Regions from separate parts of the Mus musculus genome. Here region 2 is linked to region 1. A link is a contact called in public Micro-C data. All regions are on one chromosome and are shown on one strand. Each heading gives the region's core, a stretch centred on a gene start, on an enhancer-like site or on the middle of the called end of the contact. The rest is flanking DNA. Distances are from core to core; before and after follow the strand shown. Region 1 holds the start of Bmp3 (bone morphogenetic protein 3). Region 2 holds the start of Prkg2 (protein kinase, cGMP-dependent, type II).

Region 1 (6,484 bases), core at 1,820-4,319:
GGTAAAGCAGAAGTGTCCTATTACTAAAAATTAAAATGACATTTTGGACATGGTGGTTCAATATTTTAACCCCAGAACTCCGGAGGCAGAGGCCAGCAGCTCTCTGTTACTTTGAGGCCAATTTGGTCTGCACAACAAGTTCCTGGACAGCCAGGGCAATACAGAGAAGCCCTGTCTTGAAGAACCATCTAAACAAACCAAAATTAAAACAGCTCAATCTGACACAATAAAGGAATCAGGTACAAGACCAGAGATGTATTTGTACCAGTGATGTATTGAGCTCTGAAGTCCCCTCCGTAAATGAAGAAACGCTAAACCCGAATCTGACCAGAATTAGAAAGCCTATGATCTAGTTGTTTACTGTTTTAGAAGAGCAGGCATCAAAAGATGCTAACAACATTGAAACTATTTCGATGACTAGCTCTGAGACTCTATGGCTCTGACAACAGAAATCACACTCCTGCTGTCTTGACATATCCCACAGAGGCAGCCTCAGGAGGGCTGATGAGGGAGCAGTTCATTTCCAATGCAGTTTGCTTTCAAATCAATTCCCTCAAGAGTTGCTTAGGAGATGGGCACCTCTATTTGTCTTTTCTAGACACACCACTCCTGGATTCCCTGTTTCCTCTATGGCCCAGTCATTGGTAGGGCATTTATGTACATGACATAAAACAGTTTAGGGTTTAGATTTCTCCTAGTGTTACCACTTGGTTCAATGGTTTCCATATCCAGATACTAGTCTCTGAGTTACAGCTGAAAGACCCTAATAGGGATCACTCCACTACGTCGAACACCTCCTTTACTTTGCTTGGTTCAAATCTAATAGTTGGTCACTAAAGTATAAAGACGGATATAGTTTGATAACATACTGACAGGCCATTTTCCTCAAACTCAGACAACTCTCCCTAAGCAATTAAAATATCTTGGGAACTATGTTAATATTACACACACACACACACACACACACACACACACACACACACACCCATCACCAACATTCTTATCCCCTCCCTTGCTCCCTCCCTTCGTCTTCCCTCTCCTTTGGAAGGGTCTTAGTCTTGCTATATAGACTAGGGTCTGGTTTCCAATGTACAATCCCCCAAATATTGGGCCTTCTGTGTAAGTGTGTGTGTGTGTGTGTGTGTGTGTGTGTGTGTTATTTGAGCAATGGAGAAAATACAAGCACAGAGAAGTGAAGGTTTATTCAGTTAGGAAGGAGCGAAGGCATGCAGGTATGCAGCATTTCCAGTCCCCGTGCAGTGGCTTGGTACAAATTAAAAGAACCATATAGATTATAGGGCAACAAATTGTGCAGTGGAAATATGAACCAGAGTTAAAGGCATGAGGGAAGCAGTTCCTTGGAGATACCGAGAGAAAGAGGATAGAGTTTCCATCCTGAGGGCTCTGGCTGTGAGAAACTATCTACTGATGGGTCACAGTGACCACGTTGTGCAGGAGGAGTGGAGGACTTCCTTCTCCATCTGGCTTTGCTTTGAGGCAGAGCAGGAAGCTGCTGCAAGGACATTTCACACAACTGAGAAAAAGCAGAGAGGGGAGGGAACACAAAGGCTCACAGGGGAAATCAAAGGGTTAGCCTTCCAGTGCCTATTGAATTTTGCAATTAGGTTTTTATTATTAATCACAAAAGCTATTATGTGTTCTATGCCAGGCGAAGCTCACCCACATGATCTCATTGGAGCCTCTCGACCACTCTTGAAGTCTATGGCATTATCTGCAGAGCTGTTCCCAGGGTGACTAAGGGCAGAATTCAAACAGCTGAACAGTGGGTTGAGAAGTGACTGAGAGGGGGAGACCATGGTCTGCATTTGGGATACATTTGGGATAATTTGGGATAAAAGGATTGAGAGTCTACTAAAGACCAGACCTGTGCCACTCACTGAGTACTGGTTTCTAGTATTACTCCAACAAAACTCTAGGAGGGTTTATCATTCCCCAACAAAGGAGAAACTAAATGTTGAAGGCTCATTGTGACCTGCGAACCTATTTCTTTTCAAAAATGTCAATGCACCAGAGATGGGACAGTTTCCCAAAAGGGACATTGACTGAGAGTCCTACTGCCAGGAGCCATGGCAAGGGCATAGTCTGCTTAAGCCAATTTAAATGTCCGTTCCATTCTTAAGTATGTAGAGATCCTAGAGTAGAAGTCAGGCAAGTCAGGCTCCCTGGGTTTGGAGCCCAGTTCTGCCACCTGCTAGGAATCATCTTTTCTCTCAGTCTTTTAGTCTGCAACATGGGATTTGTTTGAAGGTTCTTTGAAAACAATGCACAATGCCTACGGCCCATGATTTGTGATATAGGCCTGGATCCCGCGTGCTAGAGAGGCTGAAGCAGCAGGGGTCTGAGGTCAAGGCCAGCCCTGGCTACACAGTGAAATCCTGTCTGGACACAGGGGATGACAAGTACCTAGGATATGTTATTTGCAGTAAACAGTGCTGGCTAGCAGTTTAATGTTTCTCTGACACCATAGGGTGCTGGCATGGCGTGGACAACAGAACTAGTTATATTCGAGTCTGCACACCAGGTTCTTCCTAAAGGCCCTGACTCATTCTCACATCAGCTGTCTTCAAGGAAACCTATTGAGAGAGGTCTGACAGTGCGAGCTGGACTTGTGGTAGTTAGCTTATCTTTTTAAAACATGGGGTGGAATTTCATTTTGTTTATCTCCTCCGAAGAAGATGAGGATGTATGTGAAAAGAAACTCTATGAAGAATAAGCTGTAGGAGGGCAGCGCAGGTGTCTGGGTACAGGGCCCTTCCAAGTGTCCCAGGGAAGGAGCCAACTGTGGTGTTCGTATAGTGGTGATTTTATATGGAATCAGCGGAATACAAAGCAAACTGCAAATAGCCAAAACCTCTACAACAAACAAAGGGAACAAAAAACAAAAAATAAAATAAGAACAAATAAGGGAAAAGAAACTGCTACTTGCCTCTGCCTTTTTGCTAGGAGGAATGTAGCCACTTGTGCTCAGATTTTTTAAAAAGTCCCTCCTACTCTTCCTCCATCCTCCCCTCGCCAGCGCCACCTGCCCCTCCCCGTGCGCCCTCCCTAGTCTCTCCCTACCCTTCTGGTTCTGGCTCCCTGGTTACTTCGCTCCAGGCTTCTCTCTTCTGGAGGTAGTCTTGCTCCAGCTGCCTTAGGAAGGCGAGCCAGAGGCTAGAGGGAGAACTCGCTGCAGGCGGACCGGACAGATCAGATCAGGACAAGAAGGAACAGAACCAGTCTCTCTATCTCTGTCTCTCTGTTCGTCACTGTCTCTGTGTCTCTGTCTCCCTGTCTCCCTCTTTCTCTGTCTGTCTGTCTGTCTTCACACACACACACACACACACACACACACACACACACACACACACACCACACGTCCTCTGAGAACTCAGCTGGCTGCGACAGCGCACACCCCGCCCCGGCACGCGTCCCAGGCTGGTGGAGCGCAGATCCAGATCCCCATAGCGGCAGCCCGGCCGGGTGTTCCCAGTCTCAGGTGGCACGGAAGGGAGAGCCCGCGCTTGACAACTCGGCTGCGCTCGCCCAGACCTTCCGCCCTCCGGCTGGCCGGCGAGAGGAGCTGAGCGGGCGCGGCTGCCACCCAGAGCCCACCTGCCGACCCTCGCGGCCTCGCTCCAGCTGTGCCCGGCTCTCAGTGTCCCGCTCCGCAGCTGGAGCACCACCCCGGCTCTGCCGCCGTCCCTTTCGCCTCCGAGGTGTCGCGGGCGACCCGAAGTAGAGCGGTGCGACAGCAGGACTTCGCTATGGCCGGGGCGCGCGGGCTGCTCTGTCTATGGCTAGGTTACTTCTGCCTGAACCTGGCACAGGGACAGAGACCAAACTTGCACCTCCCGGGACTCCGTGAGACTGAGCCAAGCGACCGCGCGACAGGTGGTAGCCCGAGTCCGGACCTGAGGCCGCACGACAAGGTGTCGGAGCATATGCTGTGGCTCTATGACAGGTACAGCGGCAGCAGTAGAGTCCAGGCTACCCGGACACCGGGCTCGCAGCTCCCGGGTCCTCAGCCCCTGCGCGGTGGTAACACGGTCCGCAGCTTCAGAGCCGCAGCCGCAGGTGAGTGGGAGGGAGAGGGAGCCCATCCCACCCCGGGGTGCAGAGGACAGCCCCTCCCGCCGTGCCACTCCACTCCGCTGTCTCCTGGCGGTACACTGTAGGGACCTTTCTCATATGCTGCCGTCTGGTCCCCTCTGCCCTCTCGGAATTTTCCAGGGACGTTCCGGATAAGCCTAGTTTGAGCCCAACTGAGACGGGAAAGCAGAAGAAAAGCTGGGACAGTGGCAAGGCTTAGTTAGAGGTGCAGCAGGAAAGAGGCCAAGGGAGGACACCCAGGGTCCAGAAGCCCTCTTCCAGGCACCCCTACGGAGATCTTATGCTGATGATTTAATTGCTCTGCTCGGCATAAATTCCCTCCGACGGGCTTTGGCAGCGTTTAGATCGAAGTGAATGCCATGTTATGCCAACCCTGGGCCCAGAGAGAGAAAAGCATACTCAACAGGCACTTCTCCAGACACAGAACTCACTCTTAACTCCTGCGACCTTTGGGTTGCTATATCTGACACGTTCTTCTTGATAGTCCCCTAGTGGCAAACACACAAACAAAACCAGGTGCGTGAGTGTTTAGATTATTTCTAACCCATCTGGCAAATAAGTCTTGCGAGATCCAAGCTGGGAAGCGTTAGCTTGGGAAGAGACCTCCTCTGGTGGAGAGTAAACACCTCTTAGTATCAGCGATGAAAATCTCATCTTCCCGGTTTTTTTTTTTTTTTTGGTTTATTTTTTTCAACACAGATCCTTGAGGCTGAAATTCATGGCTTAAAGCCACCCCACCCCACCCCTGCCAGCTCCTGTGCTGAAGCGAACAGTTTATAATAACAGGGTGAGGGCAAAATCTCTGGACACTCACTGTTGATCTGCTTTAAGGATGCACTAGGGTTTGTGTACATTACCTTCAGGATTAAAGGAAAGGTGATTGAAAAGTCTGCCTTCCAGACTTGGGTTGAAGAACAGTCAGGAATGTTCAAGGGTGGAGGCTGTGTCTCTAGTGCTCTCTCCATTCTGTCCAAAACACTAGATGAATTTTCTCCTGACCTCACTCGTGAGGGCTGGGAGCGGGGAGGTGGGGATATCCACCAAGGAAAGCCACTGTGAATTCACTCTGGAGCTCACGGGCACGACGCCATTTACAATAAATGTGAGTTATGCTTTTAATGCAGAGAAGAAGTCTTTAGCTAGAAGCTGAGCTAAGCCAAATTTCACTTGCTTCGTAGATCCACGGTCAGGATCTGAAAAGAGCTGTCCTCTACTTAGGACCTAGAAACCTATTCTGCCTGCTGCTGAGCATTCTAGCCACTTGAAGAGACAACTCTAATAGCCCTGACACCAGTGACCCATCTGTTTACATTAGTGCATTGCTGAGGGCAGAGCTGAGCCAAAGAGCACCGTGGGACTAACAAGGTCTGGAAGGAAGCTGGTGGGTGGGCAAAGCAGGTGGCAGTAAGGAAGATATTTAAATCATCCTGGCTTCGATATTTCTATTTGCTTATGTTCCCAGAGAGTAGTTGGGGTGTCCAAGTGACAAGCCATTTTTGCATTAACAGATTTTATTTTTAGCGCGTGTAACAACATTTGAAGGTAAATTTGGATTTTTTTTTTTTTTTTTTTGTCTCTTCCACACATACTGTTTAGCTACTGATTTTAGACTAAGTCCTGGGTAACAACTATTTACCATCTGGGCTCTCGCTCTTTCTACTCATTGTAATTCCAGTATCCATTGTCAGCCTCACTGTGTCTTATACCATCAGATGATAAACTCTTTAGCAGAGGCCAGACACTCCCTTGAAATGATGGCTTGCCCCTGTGAACATATATACAAGGCTATGCTCCCTGATAAGAAAAGTAATTCTTTAGCATCCTACAAACTGTCTTAATGACTTATTCATCAAATGCAGACACATGTGTGTGTGTGTGTGTGTGTGGTTTTGTGGAAGCTGAAGTGTCATGTTACCTCCCTAGAGACTCCTGGAGAAGTGGCTCAGGTTGGACTCTTTCTAAGAGTGTTTAGTTGCTCACACAGTGAAAGGATTTTGTTATAAGACCTGTCTGGCTGTAAAGTGGCAGGACTCCAGAAGGGGCTAAAGCTTTTGTACTTCTTTCTCCCTTCATCAGCACCACTATCCAGATACGCCCTTCGTTGGGCGACCGGAGTTGATGTAGGCAAAAGACACTATCTTGTGTTAATAAATTAGATCGACCTTCCCAGTTCAACACGCTGAAGTTCCACAACATATGTGCCCCTCTCTACCAAAGATGTTGCAGGTTTTGTGGGTGGTCAGGTGCCTGTGCTCCGTGTACGGAGTGCCCGATGGTCTGCCAGGTTCTCCGAGGGAGAGCTTACTCGGGCTGCGTGATACACAGCCTTAGAGAGCCATTTGCTCCCTGGAGCTCACCTGACTAAAATCAT
Region 2 (6,484 bases), core at 1,544-4,043, 180 kb after region 1:
ATCCTCAGTGAGGTATCTCAGACCCAAAAGGCTAGGCACAGTCTGTACTCACTGATATGTGGATATTAGCCAGAAAGTACAGAGTATCCATGACACCTCACAGACCCAAAGCAGTTAAGCAAGAAGGAAGGCCCAAGCAAGGATTCTTGAATCACACTTAGAAAGGAAAAGAAAATCATCATAGGAGGCCTAGAGAGGAAGGGAACCGGGTGGGAAATGGGAGGAGGATGGAGGAGGGGAATGGGAAGGCAGGATCAGGTGTGGGGAAAGACAGGACAGAGCCCAAAGGGCCAGGATAATGAATGAAAATCTCCAGCTGGAGTGGAAGATTTCTAGGAATTCTCAGATACCTGGGATACAGGGCAGGGGGGGATATGGAACCTAAAGAGGCCACCACCTGTAGCCAGGCAGGATCATGAGTGAAGGGATAAGGACATGAACCCGTCACAAAACTTTTGATCCAAAATGTGTCCTGTCTAAAAGAAATGCTGGGATAGAGCAGAGACGGAAGAAAAGGCCAACCAATAACTGGTCCAACTCAGCCCATCCCGTAGGGCAAGCACCAATCCCGGACATTATTAATGACAATCTGTTAAGCTTGCAGGCAGGAGTCTAGCATAACTGTCCTCTGAGAGCCTCCCCCAGCAGCAGATGGAGGTCAGGGACACTTAAGGAAGAGTTCAGGATGGGGGTGGGGGTGTGGGGGGTGGCTGAAGGCCCTGAAGGGGAAAGGAACTTCAAAGGAATATCAACCAAGCCAACTAACCTGGACTCCTGGGAGCTCTCGGAGACTGAACCACCAATCAAAGAACACACATGGGCTAGAGCAAAGCCCCCTTGCACATATGTAGCAGACAGGCAGCTCAGTCTCCATAGCTGCCTTGTCTAGCCTCAGTGAGAGAGGATGTCCTTAATCTAACAAAGACTTAATGTGCCAGGGTGGAGGAATACCCAGAGGAGCCCACTCTCTCACAGGGGGGGGGGGGAATGGAGGGAGAGACTCTGTGAGGGAGGGACTGGGAGGAGAAGCAGTATTTGGGATGTAAATACATAAATTAATAAAAAAAATTAAGTCAGGCCAATTCTGCAGAGGTAAGACTTGAATTCACGTGAATAGACGAGACCATTGAAGAAAGATAAGAAAGAAATACCTACATTGCCGAGTGTGGACCTGCCATACCTGTGAAAATATAATTTGTGTGTGTGGGGGGGGGGGGCAGTAAAAAAGGAAAAGGATAAGGAAACATTGTCGGAATGGCAGAAGTCTGCTAGACAGCTTGGAAATAGACATTTCAAGAGTCCAGCAGGCCACAGCTCAAATCCCAGATGTGTCAAAGGAAGGGAGATCAGAGGGAAAAGCACAGAAGAGGTTAGCCATTTCAGTAGACTGAAGAAAAAAGTCCTCATTTAAAAGTCCCATGGAAAGAGCTGAAGCCAGAGTTTGGATGGTATTAAAGAGGTATGCAGAGAATTTTTACAATAGTAGAAATAAGAGTACTGATAAGCCCAAGAAAGCGAGCCGAGGAAACTGGAGAAAATGAAAACATAGGAAAAGGGGATAATTGGGAAACAGGGAGAAATCAGACAACAGGAGACTACAGGGCTCGGCCAACAGGCAGGCAGCATGTGCCTTCTTTCCCTGTGATGAGAATTCTCACTTGCATCCTGTGAAGACAGAGGCCCAGAGTCAAGGACTGTTAAAAGCTGGGTTCACAGGTACCACCTTTGCAATTTGTTTATTCTTAGTTACGGCCTGTTGCGAAGGAGAGTCCAGTCTAGTTTTTCAGAGGGAATTCTTCACTTCATCACCTCACTAGCCCGGTGTGCAAAACGCAACAGGAGCCTGAGTAGCAGCTGTTGTCTACTCTGTGGGATGATCGCCTTCTTTGTGAGCTAAATAGAAACTTGCAAAGATGAGAAACGGTTTCTAAGGCGCTTGTGCGTATGGGGGTGTGGCAGGGAGCAGGTGGATGTTGCATTCTCTTTAAGGAAAATAAAAGCCCCTTTCCTATTGAACTTTGGAAACAAGCATGCTAAAAGCTAGGGTCATCCTTTCTCATGGGCCGCTGAGCTGGTTCTGTTCTCAGCTCTGGCCTCCCTGCTCTGCCTACGTGCTCAGCTCTCCTACTTACACTTGAAACCTATTTCTTTTTTTCTCTCTCTCTCATTTCCAAAGTGGCTCTTTGCTTAGCGTTTCTTTGCTCTCTTTGCTTCTTCACGAAGATGTGCAGAACTGTGCAAGCGCCTCGGGGTGCTGAGTGACAAGAAGACACCCAAACAAGTTTACAAGCACTTGTAAAAGTCCTTGCAGGAGTCTTGTGTGCCCAATCAGCTATTCAGACATTGGAGAACTAAGCCAGGACGGCACACCGTGACAGCGCCCCTGAGCCCCCAGCCCCAGAAGAGCCCAAAGGACGCTGCAGCCACACTGCGCTCTAAACCCAACTGCTGTATGGAGCCACCCTCGCCACAAGGAGAGAAGGAAACGCGTCCACATGTCCGCATGCAAGCAGCAAGAGAGACGGGCTGGGTGTGGGAGAAGTGCCCACCGCGCAACGCACGCCCAGTGGCACCCGCGTGTCCCCACTCCCGTCCCTGGTCGCGAGCCCCACGGGTGCCCGAGCCCCCCAGCCTCACCAGGCCGCCGGGTAACTTTCCAGGTGCGCAGCTCGTCCCCTCCGCGCGGCCGCAGCGTCTTGGCGTCCTCCGCCACGCCGCCCCTCTGCGGCCCCGGCCGGGCTCAGCTCAGCTCTGCCCCGCCGCGCCGTGCGCACTGTGCCGGGTCCGGGCTGCTGGCGGGCGCCGCCGCTCGCGCTGCGTGGGAGCCGGGACGCGGCGGGCGCGCTGCGGGAGGGAGCTGCGGCGACGTGGGTGCTGCCGCCTGGCTGCTCTGCGGGGGCCGCCGCGAGAAGGAGGCGCGCCGGAGGGAGGAGGGAGCTCAGCGGAGAGGAGGGACGGAGGAGGGCGGGGGTCAGCCCGGCGTGGCGTGGGAGAGCCCGGAGCCCGCTTCCTTGAAGGTGGGGTCACCCGCGCCGGCGCGAACCTGTACTCCGGAGCCGGCCTGCGGCGACGGCGACAGTCTGCACTTTATACCCCGAACCTCCGGCGTGAGGCAACTTAAGTAGGGCGATAACATCGTGGATGCAAGCGGGTGGTTGGTTGTGTTATTATTTTTATTTCAAGTGTGTGGGCCGAGGGAGAGGAAAGTTGAGGGGGGTATTCATCATCGCCTTCCCTCCCCACCCTTGTGCCTCCAGCCTGCTTCACTGTGGGCTCTTGCTCTCCCTTGCTGGGTCTCTCTCCATTCTGCCTTCCCTTCCAGAGCGCAAAGGGACAGGCGCACACACCCTGGCCATGCTCTCTGGTGTCACAGAGGTGCCCTTCTACATGACACGTGACCCAAGGGCTGCTTGGCCCGCGTGCTCTTCTAGGACTCTGGAACCTTAACTCGCATCTAGTCAGTTCACTGAATGTGATGCATGCTGGGGACAGTGGCTAAACCGAGTTTCAAGGGACAGGAATTAATACCTCCTGATTCTGTGAGACTTTAGCATGAGCCTCTCTTGGTTATTCAAGCAGGTAATTTAATACTCTCCTGTGGCCTTTTAGACACAGTATTCCGAGGTGTGCGTTATGGTTTTTCTAAATATAAATGGATATACTCGCCCACCGCAGTATGCTATGCTCTGGTAGTGTGCTCTCCCGTAGTGAGTTCCTGTTTCTTCATCCTCCCAGAGGAATGTCTGTGGCAGATTCACAAGGACAAGGGCAGTTTCTCTGCACAGTGAGAGGTACAGTGAGGGTCTATTCTTCAGTTTGTATCCAGAGAACGTGAGACCGCGACTCCCTAGGGGTATCAAACATCCGGTAGGCCACGGGGTTTCCTGCAACTCCAGCATGCACTATTACATACATAACCCCACATAGAATGAGGCCTGTGTACACTTGTTGAATGGGTTCATTAAGCCTCAGAGGACGAAGAGCGGTTGTTTGTTTTTCTATTAACTGGACAAAATTAAGGCCAGGTACTTTTTCTCAAATCCGTACATTTCACGTTGGCTAACCAGAGATGGTGAGATGAAGAACTCCAAAGAAATGGAAGAATCCATAGGAAAATATCTAAAAGTCATGGTAAGAACTTGGTCAGACTTGACACACTGAGTCAGAGCTACTTTTTTTTTTTAAGAATACAAAACGCATAGTAAATGTGTTTACTAAATCCTGTGGTCCACTAAGTCAACTATGCAATGGTACTCTCTGTCCATTGAGGTAAAAGCTTGAAACCCACTGATGGAGATAGGCAGTGGCGCAAAACTAGCGTTGAATAGAAACATGGGATCCCACCCCTGCCTAGTGACCAGATAGAAGTTCTTACAAGTCTACTTTCCTGACAGAAGAGAAACAAGAAAAAAAGCCAAGAGGAGGAAGGGGTGGGGGTAGGGGGCAAAAAGCAAGAGAAAGAGGACAAAGAAGAGGAGGAGCAAGAGAAGGTGGGGGGGGGGGAGATGAGCTATTGCTTAAAAAAGCAAGGCTCACAGGCATTCTTTCTCAGAGTGCCTTAAGCACGTTGCTCCCCACCCCTCACCCCAGTCCTTATTCCTGGAAATTCAAGGGTGATCAAGTTGAACTTCTCCTGTCAACTTAGAGTCTGTAATCCAGTGGGAGAAACAGACATTAAATGTGTAACTATATGTGAAAAATACCATGAAAGAAAAGAATGGGAAGATGAGGTCGTCACGGGAGTCCGCCATTAATAAATAACCTACATAAAATGTCTGAAATGATAAGGACATTTATTGTTTCACACAGCCAGAAGTCCCAAGGTCAAGAGGCTGGAGTTGGTCAATTCACCAACTGAGTAAGTCCAGGGAGGATTGTGAACTGTTCCTGCTGTCCTGTCTGCTCTCTTTAGCAGGCTAGCTTCATCCCCAGAACTGCCGCACCCATGGCTTCTGGACAGGAGAGTCTCTAGTTACGCAATTTCTAACCCTGTCAGAAGGCAACAGCGTGTCTTTTTCAAGAACAGTACAGTCCCTTTCAGAAGCTTCCAATGAAACTTCTTTATACCTTCCATTTCTCAAAACTGGGTGGTGTGCCCATCTCTGAAAGCAGCGAGTGATGGGGTGGAACTTCCATCCTTTGACTTGGGCTCTACAGATTTGCCCCTGACATCTTCAGGGCTGCAGTCTCAAAGGAGGAGGTGTCGGTAGCGATGATATCCAATAGGCAATGTCAGGTCTGCCTGGCGGGCTCAGACAGGCTGTCACTGAGTTGAAATAATGTCATTCAAACATCCTTTTGGGTGGCCTGACTTCATCCATATGATAAAGGGTTGCAAGCAATTTTTTATTTACTCCATTTATGGCACTAGGTGGACCTCAGGACACAAGCTCAAAGAGTTAACTCACTCTTATCACTGAATTCACAAAGCTAACAAGCTTGAGAGTTCTCCCATCTCTTAGGGGGTGGGGCATAGGAGGATCACACATTGCCTTTTCTCTGCCTTTAACGGAGGAATGCAGCCCACCTCTGAGCTCCTTCTGAGATATGTCTTTAGTCCTTGAACACAAAAACTAGGCGCTATTACATAAGTCTCCTCTTGGATGTGTCTCTGCTACACTTGGTGCCCCCTGCCTCTTTTAAACGCCAGAGAGTGCGTGTTCTCAGGATGCCCAAACTCAGGAGTAGCCTACAGTGATGGGAGGAACAAAAGACCTACCTTCTCATCATTATACACACAGCCTTAGAAGTCCCAGAGCAGCTGCCATGCCTTACAAAAGTCTCTCAGGCCTCCTACTTTTTCTCTCTACAGAGAACGGAGGAGGCCGAGCTGGGAGCGGGTTCTAAGGGGTGGAGCATGTCCAGACTCCTGTGCATCTAGACTCCTAAGTTCCTGTGCAATCTCTTCCAACTAGAGTTCTCTCTTCCCAGGACAAATTTCCACAGAGGAACCTCTGGAGATCCATCACACACAGACTTGTTACACTCCTTCCCCTCCTCAAAAGCAATCAGATGAGCTCTGTGTTGCCAGCATAGATAGCTCTTTATTGTCTGGATTAGAGCCCCCAACACTCAAGCTGAGCCCTCTTCTAGATCAGCAGATCTGGGGCATGAGGGAAACAAAACCAGCATCTTGGTGGCTCACTCAGTGTCCTCCTGTTTGCCGGGTTTCTCTCCATCTCCTGTGATCGCTTCCGTTCATGTTTATTCACTTGTTTCTTGACAGGTGTGCAACTTGACGTCTTGAGCAGCCACTCCACCTGGTAAGGGTAGAGCCTTCAGCCACCGTGTCTTCTTTCTTTCGGCCTTGCTAAACCCTAATCTAGGAAATATCAGGTGCCTTTATTGTTTTTGGTATCCTGGTTCCAGCATCACTTGGCAAGAGAACTTCTGGGTTCTTTACACTACCATTCAGTTCCTCCTTAAAGCCACTGGCTGTGTGGCACAGTGACTCTCTCTAATGCCATAGCTGTACAATACTCCA

What was found. A called contact is a pair of places that touch in the nucleus more often than the background predicts.
Region 2: a contact with region 1 is called in a Micro-C map of embryonic stem cells, with 4 times the contacts expected there. The contact joins the promoter of Prkg2 here to the promoter of Bmp3 in region 1. A contact is called at or near these places in 2 of 39 promoter capture datasets (the SN4741 cell line and embryonic stem cells), 2 of 484 Hi-C or Micro-C datasets (both in embryonic stem cells) and 1 of 9 other capture datasets (liver).

Annotation. Positions count from the first base shown.
Region 1 is chr5:98,851,346-98,857,829 of GRCm38.p6, forward strand. Bmp3 (bone morphogenetic protein 3) reads left to right here and starts at 3,070. Exons shown (of 3, transcript NM_173404.5): 1 at 3,070-4,077. The coding sequence starts at 3,768. It overlaps Gm34563 (a long non-coding RNA gene), which reads right to left and starts at 3,162. Exons shown (of 3, transcript XR_389376.3): 1 at 3,082-3,162. RefSeq lists a silencer at 1,452-1,956 and a promoter at 2,294-3,157.
Region 2 is chr5:99,034,286-99,040,769 of GRCm38.p6, forward strand. Prkg2 (protein kinase, cGMP-dependent, type II) reads right to left here and starts at 2,794. Exons shown (of 19, transcript NM_008926.4): 1 at 2,638-2,794.